2 separate regions of the Arabidopsis thaliana genome follow, and region 2 is linked to region 1. Evidence: chromatin contacts called from public ChIA-PET data. All regions are on one chromosome and are shown on one strand. The core of a region is the stretch at or near the end of the contact, and the rest is flanking DNA. Distances in the headings are between cores, read along the strand shown.

Region 1 (7,391 bases), core at 1,864-4,363:
AAACATTATATGTTATGTTATAATAATATCGTCCTTATCTCATATTTGTTTTTTGATAAAATGTATATTCAAAATTTAAAATAGTAAATACGTTATTTTTCGGATCATCTCGAGTCTAAGACCAAATCTTAGAACATGGATAAAAATCTCAAATTTTAGATATTTTGCTGATCGGGAGAGTTGCATAAAAAAAGCAATATATAAACTTAAAACCTTATGATTTATTACGTGTGACATTTTTGACCGAGGAATGGGATAAAGAAGTGGATGGAAGAGAAAGAATGGTGAGTCACCGTGAGTGATCCCTAACCTCTAGAGATGTGTGAATAGATGATAAGATGCAAGAAAAAACACAAGCCACTTACTTGTACTGGTCCGTGAGAGGACCACGACATCAACTTGACTATGATGATAAACATACATACTGTGAATGAAAGGACCACAATAATATGATAACAGACTTAACAATGCAAGCAAACTTTTTCAACTAAACATAAACAAGGATTAGCAGAATAGAAGGAACCAAAATCCAAAACACTTATTATTGCTTTTTTAATAGGAAGCTACCTAAAAATATATCTAAACATTTTGCTGAACTTAAAAGGCCATATTTGAGCTTGACTTATACTTTGGTGAACTTCACTCTTTTCCATCAGCCGCGCGGAGTGAGCCTAGCTGAACCGGTGCTTGAGTTCCAACCACCTTTGATGACCCGTAAAGCGACACATCGCTTCCCTTTGCTTTCTCTTTCTCGATCTGTTCCTTTATCCAGAAGTAGGTTATTCTAAGCCCCTCCTGTTTAACGATTATGGTCAAAACAATATCAGTAATAAAAGAATTAGATTATTATCTTGTCTTTGAGCTACTTAAGTAAATAATGTTGGTACCTTCAATCTCATATTAGGAGCCCAACCAAGCTTTTCTTTGATCAGATTGTTGTCTGAGTTACGACCACGAACACCTTCCGGGCCAGGAATGTGGTGAATTGGAAGCTTCTTTTCCTCAAAGCTGAGAACCATCTCAGCCATCTCATTCATGCTCACCATCTCATCGCTTCCGATGTTCACCGGCTCACGGAAATCTGATTTTGTCAACCTATAAAACAAAAATGACGAAAATATCAGCCAATTACGTCTAACATACAACTTCATCAACATCAGGAGATACCCTCACCTGAGTACACCTTCAACACACTCATCGATAAAGGTAAAAGAACGGGTCTGAAGCCCATCTCCCCACATCTCAAACCTATCAGTGGAAGTCTGAGCCTTCCTACAGAAAGCAGCTGGAGCCTTCTCCCTTCCACCTAAGTTGATCCAAGCAAATATTAATCCCAATAGTAAACAACTAATCATTCACACAAAGTACGGAAACTGTTTATCTGTATACTACCTTTCCATGTTCCAAAAGGACCATAAATGTTATGGAACCTTCCAATTCGACACTCAATACCAAAATCTTTGTTGTAATGCTTACACAACTCCTCCGTAGCAAGCTTCTCCAAACCATAAGCATCTTGAGGCTATATCAGCATCAAAACATCACATAAGAAAAGACTCATAAATCTTTAGCAAGAACATATAAAAAATAATCACAAACCTCTGCAGGCCAAGCATCTGACTCCTTCAAGCTCACATTAGTAGTCTCCAACTGCTTAAACTCTGGATAGATACAAGCACTCGAAGCATAAAAGAACCTAAAGCAAACAAAAAATCCAATCTTTTTAACTTGTTTTAAGAAACCGTAAACTGCGAAAACCGAAGAAAACAAAATCTAACTAACCTCTTAATCCCATTGATCCTAGCAGCCTCAATCATATTGAAACTAATCATAGTATTATTATACATAATCACAGAGTGATTACTCTGGATAAAACCCATACCACCCATATCAGCAGCTAAGTTAAAAACATGATCAACTCCTTCAGTAACTTTGAGACAATTCTCCATAACCCTAAGATCAACAAGATGGAACTCATCACAGAACATGTCTTCAGTCATGTGTTCATTCTTTTTCCAGTCAGAAGCAATCACGTAATGACCTTCGTGCTTCAAACGACGAGCAATGTGAGATGCAATGAAACCTCCAGCTCCTGTTATTGATATCTTGAGATTCTCAGATGGCCAATATTGCTCTCTTTCTAGCTCCTTGTATGTGTATGCTCCATAGTCTGTTCCATTGGTAGTTCCCATTCTACATTAACAAAACAAATCTGTTAAAAACAATAAGATCTCTCATGCAAAAGCTAGACATCACTGTAGAGTCCTAATTTGTGATAAATTTCTATAAAAAAGATTTGGGATTTAGAGAGTTTTGACAGAGGTAAGATTATTGATGCATTGGATTCCGGCGTAAGTTAGCGAAAAACACAAAACTGCGAGGCGTAAGTTAGCCAAAAACACACAAAATTGCAAAACAAATCTGTTAAACACAATAAGATCTCTCATGCAAAAGCTAGAAATCACTGTAGAATCCTAATTTGTGATTAATTTCTGTAAAAAGATTTGGGATTTAGAGAGTTTTGACAGAGAATGCATTGGATTCGGTGTAAGTTAGTGAAAACACACAAAATTGCGACGCTTAAGTTAGCCAAAAACACACAAAATTGCAAAGAAATATGTTAAACACAATAAGATCTCTCATGCGAAAGCTAGAAATCACTGTGGAATCCTAATTTGTGATAAATTTCTGTAAAAAGATTTGGGATTTAGAGAGTTTTGACAGAGGATGCATTGGATTCGGCGTAAGTTAGCGAAAAACACAAAATTGCGAGGCGTAAATTAGCCAAAAACACAGAATTGCGAAATTCGGATCTCAGAGAAGTTTTGATTCAGGAATCTGGGATTTTAAAACCCTAGATTAGTGGAATTGTAAGGAAGATTGGATCTTTTACCTGAGGAAGGTTTTGGAGAGTTGGAGAGATCGAAGAGATAATGCAGAGAAGAGTCAGAGATTTGAGGAAGAGGAAGAGTAAACTTGTATTTATAGAGAGAGAACAGAAGAAGATGAAGAGGAAGATGGAGAGAGCAACACCACTCGTTGTTTTAGTTTTCCAACTCCTATTGGTATTTGTGCCTCTTTCTGTTAAATTTATTTTATAACTAATAAAATCCTTCGAAAAAAAAAATTAATACTTCTTTTGTAGAGAGTTTTTTAGAAAATAGGAGATTTTATAGAAGATTTATTACTTTTTATTAGGTTTGATGATTTATATTATGCATATTATTTTTACTATTTGTTGAATCGTATTTAGATAGATAATAAGAAATGTTTTAGTTTAGAAAAAAAAAAAAACTAAATATTTTCTTTATTGGTGCACCAAACAATTTCATAATTTTTTTATTTTCTAGCTTCAATATATAAAAATATTTGTAAATAATAAATATATGTATATTCTATATATTAATTGAGAAGTTTTTTTAATAAAATATTTATATTGGCGTGTTATTAACGAAACCGTCATGTTGTGATTCTAATCCATTTAAATAATTGTCCAAATTTTACTAGATTATTACAGATTTTTCAATTAGTCTTATTCATACATATATATAATACACATTAAAAGGAAATTCTTATAAAATTCAAATAATTAAGCAATTAATCTTTAAATAATTATTATTTTGAGAAAAATTACTTTAATTTTTGTTATTTTCTAATTAACTAAAACACTATTTAACATATTTTGTATTTGCAAATAATAGTACATCTTCATATATTAAGAAATGTGTTGTAATAAATTTTTATTAAATATATAATTATTTTGTTATTTTAGTGATATATACTGTATTGAATAATTATAATGTACACATAAAAATATAAAATATTATTTATGTTTGTTTATGACATAAGAGCAACCATAAGTCCATTTTTGGAGTTTGAAACTGAAGAGTAAATTAGAAAAAAAAATCTTAAATTAAAATATAATATAAGTTAGATTGATGTTAAAAATTATTTATATAGTTATAGTATATATATAACCTAAACTATATTAGTTGGTTGAAATATTTGAAATAATAATGATTTTAGTAGTATTTTAAAGTTCATAACAATCAAACGGTCGAACCGAGATCAAACTGATTCGAGTTAATGGTCAGGTAGATTTTTATTAAACTTGTAAACTATCAAACCGTATATAAAACCATTAAAATGATTAAATACGTTTGCGAGAAATATAAATATTTAGAGATAGGCGTAATTCTCATTCAATTTTATCATGTTCCATTATATCTTACTCGTTCTCCAATTTATTTCTCATAAGAGAATGCATTTCTAATATGAGAAAAAATTTGTATTCCGATTAGAAACAGAACGTGATGGAAGCAAAAATTCTCTATATCCTGTTTGGGACAAACACAAATATAATTCATGTATATTTTTATATGATATGATATAATAAAAATATTACAAAATTAATTGACTTCTTTCTTCTTATTGTTTAATATTTTGTTCATAAATATTAAATTACATTTGTTTATTTTTAAATTTTAACTATTATAAAGCATACTATAATAACATTTATTATTTTGAGCATTTTTATGCTGTATAAATTGAAAACACATGTTACATATTTGATTGCAAACGTTAATTTGCTTAAATTGTAACTTGTTGTAATCTAAAAGCTATGTTTTTATCCCGTGTTGGCTCCTTCTATGTCGTTCCTTTTTCGTCATTCCTATTCTCGTTATATTACATTAAATATCATGTTCCGAGTTCATTTTTACTTATCTTTAAACACAATACCAGATACAGCTGTAACTTTTGGGGATTAACATATGCTTTGTTAAAATTTGTAAACATACCATAAATTAAAACATGAAAACAAATTGAAAAAATAAATGATCTATCAACTATAATATGTCATACTCATACATTTGTTCTTGTGTACGTGCACATATATGAAAACAAAATTATATTTACTATTTAATATAAATAAATAAACACCGACTTGATATATTATCTCAAATCCAGAAATCCTCTTGTTGATATAATATATAATTAATCAAATATATATATTTGAATTTATTTGATAAACTTTCTTAACTTCAAGAAACAAATCTTAACAATATCATAAAACTAAGAGATAGTTTAATGTGAATAAATTTAGAGAATTAGTTTGAACTAATTGCAAAAACTGTGTAAATTTAAAAATAGCTTGTAATTAGTTAAATTAGTCATCTTGATCTAAATTCAATAGTTCCTTAAATTTGCATTAAAATTACAACATTGGTATTTAAATTTATTTTAATGTTATTTCAAAAAGAAAATAATCAATTCTAGAAGAATGTGTATTCCAAAATCTTGTAACAATTTGATACAAAATAAAATAATTTATTTGATTTGAAATTGAATAATTTATCTGGCTCTAAATAAAACAATCAGATATATTAATTATTATAATTCTTTTTAAAAAATATATTAAAAATTTGGGTTAATTATATATTTAAAATAATGAAACTACCCGTTTTTAAAAACAAAAAAATATATTCTAAAACTTTATATCATTGAAACTCTAATTAAATGTTAAAATATTTTAATATACCCTGGAAATATTTTCTAGATATTTAGAATCCAAAAAATAAGTTTTTGAATAAGCTGTATTTTAAATGATAGAAGTATTTCGTTTAGATTATATACGACAAATATAATAAATGTTTTTTCATATCTGAAAAATCATAATTGAAAAATCTTTTTTGTCATGTATACAAATGAGATTTAATTAGCATAGTTTTGTTAAGGAAGATTTTAAAATCTAAACGAAATGATAATTTGTTATTAGATTGCCATATTCGAAAATATCTAATAATATCTTACGAAAATAATTTAGTTTACATATATGCATTTTTCAATTAAACATACAATATATTTGCATTTTTAAAGATATTTCTATATTTTAGTAGTTGTTAATTTACTAAATTACTCATGCAAAAATTCATTTACCTAGTTTTAAACTAGGGAGATTTGCAAAACTACTATTTTTTTACTACCCTTTTGCAACAATACCCTTTTATGTTGTCCATTTTTAAAAATACCCTTTCCTTTGAATAAAATGACCAAATTACCATCATCTAATAGAAACATGTAATTGGAAACTGAACTTTTCCCGCCAATTTTTTGGCGCCAAAATTTGTTTTTCCGGCCAAAAAAAAAGTTTCCGCCAAACTTTTTTCCCACCAAAAATAAAAAAAAATTCCCGCCAAAAAAACAATTTCCCGCCAATTTTTTTTTCCGTAACAGATTTTTCCTCAGCCAAAAAATGATTTTAAAAATCCTTGTAAATATTTTTTGGCGGCAAATAGATTTACATGGGATTTTAAAAGGGTTTTGAAAGATTTAAAAGAGATTTTAAAAAGGTTTTACAAGATTTACAAGAGATTTTAAAAGAGTTTTTAAAGATTTACAAGGGATTTTAAAAGGGTTTTAAAAAATTTACAAGTAATTTTAAAAGGTTTTAAAATCCCTTGTAAATCTTTCAAAACACTTTTAAACCCTTTAAAAAGCTTTACAAATCCTTTGTAAATCATTTAAAGCCCTTTAACATCCATTGTAAATATTGTAAAACCCTTTTAAAATCCCTTATAAATATTTTAAAATCCTTTTAAAACAAATTTTAAACCCTTTAAAAATCTTTAAAAGATCTTTGTAAATCTTTAAAATCTCTTTAAAATCTCTTGTAAATCTTTTAAAACCCTTTTAAAATGCCTTGTAAACCTTTTAAAACCCTTTTAAAATCACTTGTAAATCACCCTTTTAAAATCCCTTGTAAATCTTATAAAACTCCTTTAAAATCCCTTGTAAATCTTTGAAAACTCTTTTAAAATACCTTGTAAATCTATTTCCCGCCAAAAAAAAAAAATTGGTCGGAAATTTATTTTTGAAAACAAAATTTGGCGGGAAATTATTTTTCGAAAATTTTTGGCGGGAATTTTTTTTTCGAAATGTTTTGGCGGGAAATTTTGTTTTAGAATATTTTAGGCGAAAAATATTAATATTTCATTTTGTTAACCTAAAACAATTTCCAAATAAGGGTAAAATGGTCATTAAAAATTTAAAGATGGTAGAAATAAATATGGATAAAATAAAAGGGTAGAGTTGAAAAGGGGCATCATGAAAAGGGCATTAGAAAGAATTTTTCTTTAAACTACCCTTACAATGTTGTAGTTCACAAAATGTTTACCAATTAATAGTATATATATATATATATATAAATATATATATATATATATTTCTTTAAATACAAAATATGTTATATACTGATTTAATTAATTTGAAAACGAAAATAGCATTACTTTATCTGATATAATATTCTTGAACATGTAAGCATATATTAAATTAATATATTGTAATATATTTATATAACTTTAATAAATATAAATATTGCTAGGTTCATAAAT
Region 2 (7,391 bases), core at 2,190-4,689, 68 kb after region 1:
GAGCGAGAGAACCCTACATTGACAGATTGGGACCGTTTTGCACATAGAGAGTATATTAGGCTATCAATGGAAGAAGATGTTGAAGATGCATCTAATGGAAGTGCTGAGGTTTGGGATGAGTCGTCGCTGGAGGCTCCCTTTTGAGTTCATAAAGGTAAGTCAACGGAAAACCGTAGTGTCTAGAAGATAAAACTAGTGGAAAAGGATTAGAAAAAAAAGAAACTGAAAAAACTTTGATGTTGATGCTTGTGCAAATGTTATTATTTCATAATATAACTTAATCATGCAGAAGAGAAATGTAAAGTCCCTGAGAAGAACATTTGGAGCTTTGTTGAGGAAGGAAAGTGAAAAACAAACGAAAAGCCGGTAGTATCCTCTGTTGAATACCATACTTAGCTTGGATTTGTTTTCTAACTTCTCTTTATTTGTTAGCTGATTCTACAGTTATATTTATTAACAATCGTCTAGATTTTACAGTCTTCTTCACCTGTATTGCATTCACTTTGCTCTGATGTTTCTATCTCTGGGTGTTACTTCATCATCTCCAGATGTTGAGACTTGTGAATTTCAATGCTATAGTTCCTTTAATTTTTGGTTGGTTCCTGAAGACACAGGATGTCACTGAGATGAGAAGAGGTTGGTTGTGTTATTACTATTGATCTTGAAGTGATGTCTTTTTATTTGTGAAATTCTTAAGGAAAAGCCACTTTGCTCTGTTCAGTTGATCTTCAAATCTTCACATCGGAATCGGTTTAGTTGGTTTGCGGTTGCTCTGAACTGTTTGTCAACCAAACCTCCCTTTATTATACTGAAAACTCTTTGTGCAACAGATGAAGAAAAAAGGAGAGGAGTCTTATTATGTACATAGTGTGGAACTCGCAAAGTTACCAGAACCGATCTTTATTGACACTGAGATAACCAGACATGACTTTCCCACCCGTATTCCTCATACCATCGATGAGGAAACACCAAGTGGAACCCAATGCTCCGACGAAGAAATCAGCTTCTGACGCCATTAAGAAGTTAACCAGAGGATAGTTTGTGCTCATCTCTCTCCCGAGGCTCGCTTCATACTCAGCCATCGACTTATTACCGACTTGTCTTGCCACTTCCGTGTAATAGAATCTCCAGTGAGCATAATCTTTACTTCTGTCCACCACTTCCTTCATCTCTGTAGAGAGCCAGATCCTGTTGAGCTCTGGAAACCGATCTCTGATCCGATCAGCTAAATGCATGTACTCTTCTAAAGCTGCGACTCTCATCTCGCATGCTTTGTCTCCCATCCGTACGTGAACACTCAGCATTGGCCTTGGAAGCCACGGCTTGTGATCCGACCACACCTGTTCCTCAATCTCTGTCCTCATCTTCTTATTCTTCTTTCTCCAATCTCCAGCTGAAAGAACAATCTTGGCAGCTTCTTTTCCAAACGCGGAATTTCGAGCAATGTTCATCAAACCGCAAGTGTATTCTGTTTGATATCTCATCAAGTATCTCACTGCTTGTGCTCTCCACCATCTCCGATCCATTTTCCGATGATTGGAGATTAAACTTCCGTTGATTTCTGTAGTTGGCTTCATATAACTCCAAGGCTTACCCCATTGCTTTGGTATAGCCCCAGCCCAAATCTCCTTTGTGCTATAATTTTGTTTCCCTGTAACAATCCCACTCTCCCACGCTTCTCTCTTCTTCACAATCGCAAAGGCTCGTTTTCGACACTCTTCTGACGTTTCCTGTAGAAAATAGCAAGACCAGTTTCCACGAAAAGAACCTGCATCAAAACAAAAGAGAAACACCAAATCAAATCCAAAGTTTGGTTCTTATATACACTTTTCAGCGTCTAAAACATCTTGATAAGAAGATTAACCAAGAAGATGTAATTTGTGATAGTTGCTGCTATATGTTAGAGTGAAGACTCAAAGGATTAAAGCCTTTATGTACCTTTGCAACCATCATGATCTGCTCGGTTGTAGTAATTTGCAACAAGCACTCGGTTTTCATTTATAGCTATCGCGAGTAGACCAGTCATTCCAGCTATCTGAGCTCCTATTCCAAAACCAGGAAGTGTTTCCCAATCAGCTACAAGGAACTTGAGACTCTTGTTTCCGCAATCCAAAGGATGCTGATGAATCCATATATCTCTTTGCACTCTCCTCGTTAACGGATAATTCTCTTCATCTCCTCCACTGATCTAAAACACAAGCTTTTGATTGTTCATTCACCATACTAATTGCTTGATGACAAAGAACAAGAAAAAGAAGAAGCATACCCAAGGAGGAAGTGTCCAGTTCGCCAAACGTGTATCCAAACGCTCCCTAACTCGAGCCTTCTCCTCACAATTCTCCAAATGTGGACCATTTGGTACATCGGATTTGTTAATACCTACCTTCTTCAAGAAGTCTTCTTCATTTAGTAATAAATTATCCCAAGCAGAGACCAAAAGTTTCACTTCATCTTCTTCTTCTATCTCAACTTTGTTCTTCCATTTCAGTTTCCGGTCTATACTTGCAACCATATCTACATATCAACAAATTTTCATTACCAAAAACCAAAAAAAAAAACATACATAAGAAGTTACCAAAAATCAAAATCTTTGAGACTCACTGATGATGTGAGAGGTGGAGGAATTGCAAGGAGGAAAAACAGAGGAAGAGGAGGTGAAGGAGAAGGCGGCGAATTCGAAGGTGCCAAGAGAAGTGAGAGCAGCTAAGAAGAGTGAAGTGAGACAGATTCCACATAGAAACCCAACTACACATATTTGACATGGAAATGAATTTCCAAGTTTTAATGCTCTCTCTGAAACCACTCTTTCTAATGACTTCATGCTCATACTAACTCTAGTTTTTCTCTATATTGGTCACTAAATAACCAAACCCAATTTCTTCTCCTTCTATTTTGTAACTGAAATTTTTTCTTAAGAAAACAAAAGATTTTCTCGGAAAATGCTTTCTTTTGTAGCCACACTTTTACCAACTATCAACCAGAAATCACATGATATTTCTCCAACTTTTTGTTTCTTTTCTAAGACAAAAATATATCTTTTGTGGAAAAAAAGAAAGATCAAGATGGTTCTATCAAATTAAGTTTGTTTCCTACTTTCATCAGTGGTCCATTTTCTTCATTTCCTGCAACAGAGAAAATAACAAAAGGTAAATAAAAATTCTCATTAAAATAGATCAAACCATAATGCCATAAAGGAAAAAAAAAAACACCTTCAAAATCTGATGAACCTTAGTACAATTATCAGTCTTTCTAGCTGAATAAGGAAAAAAATTTGAATATTATTTAACAAGGAGAAAAGAAGAAGAGAGAGGAGAAACCTATGAAACGGATTGTTATACAATTATGGAGATATTAAAGGAGAGAAGAGCATAACCGTTGAGCGTATCTAGACCTCAATTATTTTAAAAACATTTTTGAACTGTATTTAAAATCTATTTTCCATTAAAAACAAAGGGAATTATGAATTTCGATGAAAAAATGACACTTGGATTATAAAGAGAGAAAGAACAAAAAGCCTTTTAACCAGCTGGTCTGAAAATGAGGCAGAGAATCATAACACAAATCCACTACATACAAGCAAAGAATCCACCCACAAAGAAATATCTGTGGACATTTGTTTACTTATAATTTTGTTGAAAATCATGGAAAGGGAAAGAAAAGAGAAAATGCATTGAGAAACTAACTTTGAAGCTCAGTTTCTTAGGACATAGAAGTGACAAGAGAGTTTTGATGTGAGCGAGGTTGTGTTTTGTTGTGTTGTGGCAAGACGTAATATTGTCACTCTTTTTGTTTTTTTAGTTTTCAGTTATTTATTTTGATGTTTGGTGAAGCAATTAACTACGATTCGTATGGTTCCATGAAAAAGTAGAAATGACTTGATTTAAAAGTTTAGTATAAAACACGGGATAATAATGAGAATTTCTCTTCTTTTTCTTCCTTTGCGTATCAACAAATTGAATGGAAGCCTTTCCTCGAAAAAAAAAAAACAATTTAAATCATTTTTAAAAAAAATATATAAAGCACACTTCCAATTGGACATAGGCCTAGCAAATACAATATTCTTTTTTTTTTTTTTCTATTTTATATCAGATATTATTTAGAGCTAAGACTAACCAAAAATGTGGGAAATTGTTTACATAAGTAACGTGAAGCGGTTCGACAATATTCAACAGTTACAAAACAGAAAAAATTCCGGTTACCGGAAAAAGAGAAGGCATAGTTGGATTTGGGCAGTGAAACGGAGGCAGCGAACAGATCTAATAATACTGTCGTATACAAAGCCCACTACTTTGCAACACAGCCACCAGAGCGACAACAAGGACCGGAGCATATGAATCCTGACGCAAATCTCTTATCAATGACCGGACCTGCACCAAGCTTTACGGAATAAATCCAGTTTCCGACTCTCGGCCACCCAATTTGGTCGATCCCCCAACCTAGCAAAATGACCACTCATTTCCAAGCCTCTGACCTCCAAAACCGTAGCTCTGAAAATCTTCCAGAAGCAAAGCAATCTTCAATCTCGTCCGATGGAGACAAAAACACGGCGGTTAGGGAAGGGTGAAGGCTCAGACAACCCCTCCACAACCAAATCCCGCATAAGCCATCTCAGATCCAAAACTGGATCTGCCGTTAAACATCAAACACGCACCGGAAACCCACCTATCCGCAGCGTCTTCCGCCACAACTACAGCTTCTATCCGATCGGTTGAGCCAAGAAAGACTCCACCGATCTTCACTGACATCCATAACCAGGAAGACTTGGAAGAGAAGCCTCTCGTCCGCCAAGAAAGGGCCACCGCTGCCACGCTAAACGGAAAAACCACACCACTCCAATGTCGGAGAAGTAAGCTTGCCTCACTCCTGCATCATCTTGCAAATCTAGGACCTACCATGAAGAACGAAGGTGAAAAACAAAGTAGATCTAAGAAATTGAAAAAAGCTTCAGAAAGAGAGAGAGAAATGAACAGTAGAGGAACGATTGTCCAAGTGAAAAAATATACCAACAATTTAAATCATGCCAACGGTATATTATTGTTTTATTTTTGATATCTTTGTGACATTTATTGTAGATCGACATTGTATCTCGGGGATGTAATGAACGTGAACTTTGATAATCAATGATTAAAACGTGTTTGGAAGCATTTTTCTTTAAGAGTATTATCCTTCTCAAACTTTGGGTTACACGAAATATCTCCTAAGATATGACAATCAAAGTACTTTATATTGTTCTAGGCTAGATACAAGAGAAATAAATAAAAGTTTTGTGTGTTTCACTAAAGATTCTCTCAATCTTTAGTTTCCTGAATCTCTCTTGTTCTCTCTTGTTTACTTTGTTTTTAACACAAGAAAACAGAGTTATATATGGTCGGAAAGTTATAACGTATGTTTGAAACCGTACATTTATAATATAACCATAAAATGAACAATTGCAATGGTTAAATAAATAACCGTTGATTTAAGTAGTTTACACTTAAATATCCAACACATAAACACATAAACCAAACTCATGCATAAATATAAATATATAGAATTTACATATTAGTAATATTACACATCCAAACTTAATTGACGATGTGCATCTTACGGATTGAATCCTTCGACTCATTTGAACACATGAAGATAAAACACACACGAATTCACCCACTAGTCTAAGCGTTTAGCCTTGACACTATTATAAGTTATGTGTCCTTATCCTTTTTTGAGTGTATACAAAGATAAGTCCGAGCTTTTTGAAGCCGCTACACTTCAAACTCATATAGGTAGATCTTTTAATCTTTTGCACCTGCAAAATGTAATTTTTCAAAAGATCTATTAAGAAGAAAAGTTTAACCTAACATTTTCTTGGAGATCGAAGCACTTACTTTGGGATGATATAAACCAGTGCTTCAATCTCTAAGTATGGGCTTTCCGAATTGAACTTAGCCTCTAACGTTGTATTAGAGGGGAATTGGGTATTCCACAATTAAAAAGTCTAAATGGACTTTAATCCCACTCCTTTAGCCTACTTGATCACCATGTCTCTAGCTAATCCTTTTTTTTAAGTGATCCGCTAGATTTTGTAGGCTCCGAACAAATTCTATAGTAATCACCCAATGGATGATTAACTCACGTATTGCGCTATGTCTAACGCCTAGGTATCGCGACTTACCGTTATACACTGGCTATAAGCCTTAGCCAAAGTAGCTTGACTATCACAGTGGATAGAAATGAGTGAAACCGATTTCAGCCACAAGAATCTCGGAGACTAAGTTTCTTAACCATTCTGCCTCTCTCCCCGCAGCTGCTAATGATACAAATTCCGATTCCATATTCGAATTTGTAATACAAGTTTGTTTCTTTGATGCCCATGAAATGGCACCTCCTTTAAGTAAGAACACCCAACCACTTGTAGAAGAATGATCTTCCTCGTTGTTGATCCAATGCATCCGACTATCCTTCTAAGACAGAAGAAAAATGATATGGATCAAATTACCCTCGACCGCTTTCTCAAATAAGAGGTCAGTTGTAGTACTTAGGGATCAAATTCACAAAGCTCTTTTTCACACAAAAAGTTAAATAATCGAGATTAAGCTAAATCAATAAGTGTCAATTTTGCTAATTGATTTTACAAATTATATTATTTAAGTTGGCGATGTAAAATAATACCTGTTTCGGTTAAAAACTGATGAAAATATTATTTTTATTCACATATGTGAAATTATATCTATTTCTATTAAAAAAGCCTATTTGGTTGCCTTTTTTAGAAACAAAAACGTAATTAAAAATAAACTTTATCTAATACATAAATTAGAAAATAGATTACATAATTTATCCATAATGCAAATCCATAAAACAAAAATAAACGAAAGTTGATAAGAAATATTGCTATACTAATGTTGATCATGATCATTAGAAGTGTTTCCACCGTTTGAATTAACATTAGCATCATCACTTATTGCTCGAGAAAAAAAACATATTAGTGTATGAAACTTAGAATTTGCTACAGAAAGCGAGAAAATGGCGTAGTATCGAACTCAATCTCATTAAAAAGGTTTTTTACGAAATTAGTATATAAAAATCATATACCTGATTAGCATTAGAAGGATTTAGGGTGTTTGCAAAAATTGGATTAGGTATGTTCGCAAAAGCTATAGCAAAACTTGTAGCCCATGCTCTTGCCTAAATATATATTAATGTATTTGTTTTATATATCAAAGTATAATGATGCAATTTAACTTAGAAACTATCTTTATATTAATACATGATCAGCAGTTGAAGTACCAATTATTTGTTGGACAAAGATAGTCAGTCCTCTAACTTGATCTGATAATTGCTTCACTTGTGTATTCAGCCCAACGACCAATTCAGAATTTTCTATCTCTGCTCTAGATGTAGTTAAGCGTTTCACT

The links. ChIA-PET counts read pairs in DNA pulled down with a chosen protein or histone mark.
Region 2: an H3K4me3 ChIA-PET map of shoot shows a contact between it and region 1, with 14 read pairs. The contact joins the promoter of AT5G28910 here to the promoter of GME in region 1. A contact is called at or near these places in 2 of 26 Hi-C or Micro-C datasets (root and seedling) and 2 of 2 datasets of contacts at active chromatin or transcription factors (seedling and shoot).

The regions. Positions count from the first base shown.
Region 1 is chr5:10,861,833-10,869,223 of TAIR10.1, forward strand. GME (GDP-D-mannose 3',5'-epimerase) reads right to left here and starts at 3,114. Exons shown (of 7, transcript NM_122767.4): 1 at 2,894-3,114; 2 at 1,783-2,193; 3 at 1,600-1,696; 4 at 1,393-1,522; 5 at 1,174-1,306; 6 at 888-1,095; 7 at 184-795. The coding sequence starts at 2,192. The coding sequence ends at 640.
Region 2 is chr5:10,929,749-10,937,139 of TAIR10.1, forward strand. It overlaps AT5G28910 (alpha-(1,6)-fucosyltransferase), which reads right to left and starts at 3,440. Exons shown (of 5, transcript NM_122775.5): 1 at 3,210-3,440; 2 at 2,602-3,122; 3 at 2,267-2,514; 4 at 1,939-2,183; 5 at 821-1,768. The coding sequence starts at 2,364. The coding sequence ends at 885. It overlaps AT5G28900 (Calcium-binding EF-hand family protein), which reads left to right. Exons shown (of 13, transcript NM_122774.4): 12 at 1-154; 13 at 290-714. The coding sequence ends at 144. It also overlaps the pseudogene SADHU4-1, the pseudogene AT5G28916 and the pseudogene AT5G28917.